2 separate regions of the Ovis aries genome follow, and region 2 is linked to region 1. The links are chromatin contacts, called in public Hi-C maps. All regions are on one chromosome and are shown on one strand. Each heading gives the region's core, a stretch centred on a gene start, on an enhancer-like site or on the middle of the called end of the contact. The rest is flanking DNA. Distances are from core to core; before and after follow the strand shown.

Evidence for each region. A called contact is a pair of places that touch in the nucleus more often than the background predicts.
Region 2: a Hi-C map of hypothalamus shows a contact between it and region 1, with 2.5 times the contacts expected there. The contact joins the enhancer-like site here to the promoter of SMURF1 in region 1. A contact is called at or near these places in 5 of 16 Hi-C or Micro-C datasets (blood, hypothalamus, liver and 1 more).

The regions. Positions count from the first base shown.
Region 1 is chr24:37,602,070-37,605,745 of ARS-UI_Ramb_v3.0, reverse strand. SMURF1 (SMAD specific E3 ubiquitin protein ligase 1) reads right to left here and starts at 1,660. Exons shown (of 18, transcript XM_027961801.3): 1 at 1,345-1,660. The coding sequence starts at 1,399.
Region 2 is chr24:37,655,962-37,659,637 of ARS-UI_Ramb_v3.0, reverse strand. The region is part of intron 1 of SMURF1 (SMAD specific E3 ubiquitin protein ligase 1); the gene reads right to left. Among named protein-coding and RNA genes, the nearest start is that of SMURF1, 54 kb to the right of the region's middle. Within about 2 kb of position 1,562, at least 9 of the 54 cell types and tissues checked have an H3K27ac peak or open chromatin away from gene starts, as enhancers often do. A contact at or near this core is called in hypothalamus, where this site is marked.

The DNA.
Region 1 (3,676 bases), core at 411-2,910:
CTACAGAGCCACCTAGGAGACACGGGCATTTCATTGAAGACTCAATGAGAGTGAATCAAGAAAGCCTGCGCTAATGCAGCTGCCAAAGCCTCCAGAGTGTGCGTGTGTGCGCGCGTGCGTGCGAGTGTTGCGGGGGCGGGGAGGGGGGTGAGGTGGGTGGGACAGGGGTGACGGTAACGCAAAGAACTGAAGCAGCAGAGTCAAGAGAAGATAGTGGCCTGGCCTGAGAGAGGAAGTGGCCCAGACTGAAGAGGTCTGGACCAGAGGGGAAGTGAGGGGACCGGGACCGGCAGAAGCTACGAGACTGGATGGAGGAATTAGAGGCTGAAGGAAAGGGTGGAGGCCGCCAGACAGAGGCAAGGGGGCGGGGCTGGGAGATAAGCGAGGGCGGGACAAGGTAGAAAACGGGGGGCGGGATGCGGGGGGAAACCAGTGAGGGGGCGGGGCTCAAGAGAAAGGGGCGGGGCGCGGAGGGGAGAAGCAAGGGGGCAAGTGGGGGGCGGGGGGAGAGAGGAAGAGCACGGATGGGGGAAGGGGGAGACATAGGTGGCGGGGGGGGTACCAGGAGCGAGAAGCCAGGGGGCAGGTGGGGGCGGGGGAAGACAGGGAAACGCCAGAGGATGGGAAAAGCTGGCGAGAAGAGAGGGGCGGGACCGAGAAGGAAAAAGAGAGGGGGCAGGTGAGGGGGGAGGGAAGAAATCGAGGGGGACGAAGGGGGTGAGGGGCGGGGCAGGAGGGGAGAAGCGAGGGGCAAGGGGGCGAGAGGAGCGAGGAGGCTGGCGGGGGACGGAAGAGGTCCAGGAGGGGAGAAGTGAGGGGGAGTGGGGAGGATGAGGGGAGATCGGAAGGGGTCCAGGAGGGTAAAGTGAGGGGCAAGGGGGGAGGAGCACGGAGGGAGGAGAGAAACGGAGGGGCAAGGAGGAGAGGGGAGCGTGGAGGATGAAATGGGGGGGACGGAGGGGGTCCAGGAGGGGAGACGCGAGGGGGCGGGGCCGGGAGGGGCGAGCGAGAGGCCCAAGTAGGGGGACGAGGAGGGGAGAAGGATGGAGGGAGTGAGACCGAGGGAGGCCAGGAGGGGAGACGCGAGGGGACAGGTCGTGGGGGGAAGCAGGGAAGCCGGGGGGCGGGTGGGGGCGAGAAGCGAGGGGGCGGGGCCGGAGGCGGGGGCGGGGCCGGGAGGGAGTCGTGAGGGGCGCCCGCCGAGGGGGGCGAGCCGGTCCCGGGACGGCGGCCGGCAAGGGGGAGGGCCGCCTCCCCGGGGCGCCCTGCGGGAAATTCCGGGGCTGCTGGAGGGGCCGTGCGGGCTGCGAGCGGGCGCCGGCGGGGGCCTCCTGCCGGCCGTACCTGTCAGACGGATCTTGATGCTGGAGCCGTTCCTCCGCGTCCCGGGGTTCGACATCTCCCGCCAACGATCGGGCAGCCGCGGATCCAGCGCCGCCGCCGCCCCCCGGCCCGGCCCGGCCCGGCCCCGCCGCCGCCGCCGCCTCAAGGTTACGGCTCCGGGCTGGGCGCCGGGGTCCGAGCCGGGACACAAACTCCGCGGCCCAGGCGTCCGGACGGCCGGCAGATGGTCGAGCCGGGGGATCGGCGCTCGACCCGGCGCCCCCGACCCTCGCTCACTCCCAGCCGAGCCCAGTCCGGAGCCGCCGCCGCTACCGCCGCCGCCACCACCTCAGAGCCGGACGCCCGCCGCCCTCGCCGCTTCCGCCGCCGCCGCCTCCCGGAGCCGCGCGCGCGCCCGCCGCCGTGCCGGCCCGGCCCTGCGCGCGCCCGCGCCGTGCGGCCCCGCGCCTGCGTGCGTGCGCGCGCCCGCGGGGACGGCGGGGCGGGGCTCGGAGCACGCCCGCGTCGCCGGCCCAGCCCCCGGGCGCACAGGGTCCCAAAGCCGGTGGTTGGGGCGTCCCGCACCGGGGCGGAGGAGGGGGATCGGAGGCCCTGGGGACCCGGCGCGACGTGCAGAGCCTCGGCGGCCGGGAGCGAGCGCCGGGCACGCCCCAGGGCGGGCGGGACGGCGAGGCCCGCGTGCGGGCTTTCTCGTTCTCCGCCACATTCTCCCACGGAGCCGGTTTGCATGCGGACGTTGAGGTTCAGAGAACGGCATCGATTTTCCAGGCCTCTCACTTAAGGCTCTGAGCTCGTGAGAGCTGTTGAAAGCGGGCTTACAGCAAACCGAGGTCTGTGACTACACCAACGACTTTGCACGAATAGGCGTGCAATTCCAGTTTGTTTATTTACTTTGAGTAAAGAGTGTCTTAAAAAATGCAATTCAAGGGAGGGACTTCTCAAAGAGACAAAGTCCCCTAGGTGTGTTCTGGGCAACTAGTGCTGTCTCTTGACCCGTAACAAAGTTGCCAGAATCGCAGGAAGTGCCATATATGGGCAAGGTAAATAAGATGCGAGAGGCGGATAAAGAGGTAGATGTTTTCACCATCCAGTCAACAGACACTTGAGCCAAACAGAAAGGTAGCTTTAAGGCCTGCGTTTCCCTGCCTTCTGCTAACACTTCTGCCAGAGTTTCAGGGTGGAACTAAAGCTCATTATGCTTTCTTCAGCAAACAAACCCCTCGTTAACCTGTTATAAAGAGGAAAAACGTTGATAGGGAAAGCTGGGTTTGTTTATCAGACTTGTCTTTGACCAACTACCTGGTTCTCTGGATGCCTTCTTTGGTTTGTGTCTTAAGGAAACCAGGCTCTGATCCCTTGCAGCCATCCCCTGCAGCCGGGGACCTTCCTTGTGGTCACAGTCTTCAGAATAGAGCCCTCTTCCTAGAGCCCCTTGACATGCCCACCTGCCCTTGCTGAGCTCAAGACTCGTGAGTTGGATTCAAGGCTGCCTCTCCCAGCCTCCATCGGTGACTTAAAAGGACAGACCTAGATCATTTCTGTGGCCCCTTGCAGCTCAGACTTTGAATGAGTCTAGTGAAATATCCAAGAATACAAGCTATGTTGAAGCAACAGAGCAGTGGATCCAATATACAGCTCTGTTCCTCTTTGAGACGATTGTCACCGAGTCCCTGGATCTAAATAAGTCCATTTAGAGTCTGCAGTGCCTCAAGTAATCCCCATTCTGCTTTCAGTGCAGTCAGTATTTCTCCCTTCGCTCGGTTCCCATATTCGAGGAGCCTCTTCTCTGTAAACTACACTAAATGTCTTCCTTTCTCTGCTTACCTGGGTGCTGGACCCTGTTCTTACGCCAGCTGTTTCTGACCTAAAAACCTTTCATTTCTTAACCTCATTGTTGTCTTACCTTCCTGGATGTCTGGGCCTTTTCTTAATTGTTTCCTCAACTCCTGAGTCAGAAGGCTACTTCTGGAGGTTACTGAATTGCATTTTATTTACTCATTAGCAAGTAATACATGACTAGGGACAAGAAACATAAATAAGTCAGAGCTACTACAGTCCATGGGGTCGCTAGGAGTCAGACACGACTGAGTGACTTCCCTTTCACTTTTCACTTTCATGCATTGGAGAAGGAAATGGCAACCCACTCCAGTGTTCTTGCCTGGAGAATCCCAGGGACAGGGGAGCCTGGTGGGCTGCTGTCTCTGGGGTCGCAGAGAGTCGGACACAACTGAAGCGACTTAGCAACAGCAGCACAGCACTTGCAAGGCTCTGCTGAATGGCTGAAACAGACAAGAACGGACAAAGTGTCTGAGGCTAGAAAGTAGATTACAGT
Region 2 (3,676 bases), core at 313-2,812, 54 kb before region 1:
ATATTGATTTAAACTCTAATTATTCTTAAAACATTATCAAAATCATTTTTGATAATATCTCAAGGATCTCCACTGTCTACAGACTGCTCCCTTTGGAGTTCAAAACACAAAATAAAATTTCTCTTGATCTACTTAACCAGCTTTATCACCCAAGTATGGTTTACTTAACTGTTCCCAGACCACAACATAGCAATTTTTACCACTGGGCCTTTCTTCCTGTTGCATGCTGGCCTCTTTCTGTGATAGTTAAGCAGGCGGTTTCTTTTTTTTTTTTTTGAGCTAGAGCGTGAGTCCAACAACCGTGCATGATTTACAATAGCCAAGAAATGGAAGCAACCTAAATGTCCACAACAGATAAATGGATAACGATGTGGTGTGTTTGCGTATACATGTATATTACATATACATACGTATATTGTGTGTGTGTGTGTTAGTCGCTCAGTCGTGTCTGACTCTTTGCTACCCCATGGACTGGAGCCCACAAGGCTCCTCTGTGCACAGGATTCTCCAGGTAAGAATACTGGAGTGGGTTGCCATGCCCTTCCCCAGGGGATCTTCCCAACCTAGGGATCAAACCCAGGTCTCCCGCATTGCGGACGGATTCTTTACTGTCTGAGCCACCAGGGAAGCCCTTTGTATACTATATATACACCTATATACACACACACACACACATACATATAGGCACAGTGGAATAGTACTCAGCCATAAAAATAAAATGAGGCCATCTGCAGCAACCTGGATAATGAATCTAGAGATTAACATACTAAGTGAAGTCAGACAAATGTCATATGATGTCACTTACATGTGAAATCTTAAAAAGGGATACAAACAGACTTACTTATAAAACAGAAACAGACTCACAGACATAGAAAACAAACCTATGGTTACCAAAAGGGAATTGGGGAGAGGGATTAATTTGGGATTAACAGCTAAACAGTACTACATATATGGAGAACTATATAGTCAATATCTGGTAATAACCTATAATGTAAAAGAATCTGAATCACTCTGCTATATACCTGAAACACTGTAAATCAACTATACTTCAATAAAAAAATTTCTTTAACCCATAGAGCAGGTATTCAGTCAGTATCTGTTGAGAGCTCTACTTGTCTCCTGCTCAACTCTGTCCCAAGCACTTCACCTCTGCAACCTCCAGGAACCCCTCCACAAACCCCAGGAAGAACCCAAGGGTCTGAGGACAAAGTCAGCCAAGGTTGCACATGTGGAAACACCATTCAGTCACTGCGGTTCTACTCATTCTTTCAGTCACAGCTCAAATCTTAACTTTTTCCCTGTTAGGCCAACAGCGATTTCTCCTTTCTCTGAACTTCTAAAGGACTTCCTGCCTTTGACATGTACCGCCCTGAATCGTATTGTCAAAGCAGACTTTATTTTTTAGTGCAGTTTCAGGTTCACAGCATGATCAAGTGGGAAGAAGGGCGATCTCCCTTATGCTCCCCGACCACGTGCACAGCCGCCCCAGCCCCCAGCAGCCCCCAGCAGCCCTCAGCAGCGTGCCATCTTTGTGGCAGTCAGTGAAGCCAGGCTGGTGCAGCTGCGCCCCAAGGCCACAGCTGACCGGACGGTGCGCTGCGAGTGCTGCGCAGCCTGCAGAGACAGATCCACACACACAGGATCACACAGAAGAGTCTCACCGCCCCGAAGGTTGTTTTGCTTATTCATCCTTTCCTCCAAATTCCTGGCAATCACTGATCTTTTAAACAACCTCCATAGTTTCGTCTTTTTCAGAATATCATATGGTTGGAATTACACAGTATGTAGCCTATTCAGATTGAGTTCCTTCACTTAGTAATATGCAGTTAAAGCTCCTCCTTGTCTTTTCATGACCTGGCAATTCATTTCCTTTCATTTTTTTAAATTAACTTATTTATTTTCATTGGAGGCTAATTACTTTATAATATTGTAGTGGTTTTCATTTCCTTTTAGTACTGAAGAATATTCCACTGTCTGGATGGACTAGAGTTGCTTTCTCAAGTTTTGGCAATTATGAATAAAACTTCAATAAACATCTACCAACAAAAGAATTAATCAACACATCAATCTAACGAAGAAATGGACAATTTTGAGCCAACCTGAGGATTATAACCCCAGGAGACAGTCTTTCAGAAAGCTATAAGGACCGTTCCACCTTTTAGAGGTCAAGGCACAGTAATGCAAGTTTTGGGCAGTAACATATTGATAGTGTCCTTGTCCCACAAAGCCAGTAGTGGGTTCCTGTGGCCCCTTGCAGGGTTGGGGAAGGAATGTTATCTCCTAAGGAGTTACCTTGCTGGCGCCAGAGGGAAATTGCCTTTTATTCTGGCAAGGAGGCATTCCTGTATCTTCTAGGGGGATCTAGTTAATATGTAATGCAAATACACCATGCTCACTAAAGGTGAGAGGGAAAGGGGCTCAAACAGGCAAAGAGAATTTCATGTTTAAAAATTTTATTGTCCTGTCTCGAAAATAATTTTATTTCATATCCATGTGTAGGTTTTTCTTGTGGACTAAGTTTTCATCCCCTTTGGTTAAATACCAAAGAGCACAACGCCTGGATTATGCAGCAAGGATATGTTTAGTGTTGAAAAAAACTGCCATACTCCAATGGGTCTGTACCATTTCGCACTCCTACCAGCAGTGAACGAGAGTTCCTATTTCTCTGCATTCTCACCAGCATTTGATGGTGTCAGTATTTTGGACTTTGGCCCTTCTAATAGGTGTGCAGCAGTATCTCATCGTTGTTTTAATTTGCATTGCCCTGATGACGTATGGTGTGGAGCATCGTTTCATATACTTTTGGCCATCTGTATATCTTCTCTGGTGAGATGTCTGTTCAGGTCGTCTGCCTATTTTTTAATTGAGTGGGTGGGCTGTTTTCTTACTGTTGAGTTTTAAGCATCCTATGTACACCTGGAACTACTATTATAAGTAACTATACCTCGATTTATTTTTAAGTTATTATTTTGGATTAACAGTCCTTTATCAGATATATCCTTTGTAAATATTTTATCCCTGGCTGTGGCCTCTGCATTAATTTTTTTCACATTTTTATGTACAAAATTGAGCTTCAATGTATCAAAGGTATTTTGAGTAGCCATACTGCTTTCCCTGGGAAGTAGTAGCACCTAATGTTTACAGTAACTTTGATGAAAATTCACGTCATCCATATAGAAGACAATATGTGGCCTCTCTGTCTACTGGCAGCTGTCATCCAGATGGGTGATGCGAGCACACGGGAGCCACGGAGGATGACACGGCTTCCTGGGGCACAGCAGCTCCTAAGCCTCTGTAACCCCAACCTCTCCCTGGAAAGCACACAATGTGGGTACGAGCATAGCCCAGGCTATGGATTTACCGGATTCGTGTCTGATGTGGTGGATCCAAGTGCCCAGTAAGTGTGAAACTCACGACAAATCTAGCCATCACGGTGCCAACCACCTGCAGGACGCACAGAGCTGGAACCAGGTGCCATCAGCACCTTGCTTGTTGTTTAGTCACTACATCAGGTCCAACTCTTTGCAGCCCTCTGCACTGCAGAACACCAGACCAGGACCGTAACCACGAGCATCAGGGAGACACATAGAAACTGCAAAGAACGGGAGACCCAGCCCGCCAGGCTCCTCTGTCCATGGAATTTCCCAGGCAAGCATACTAGAGTGGGTTGCCACTG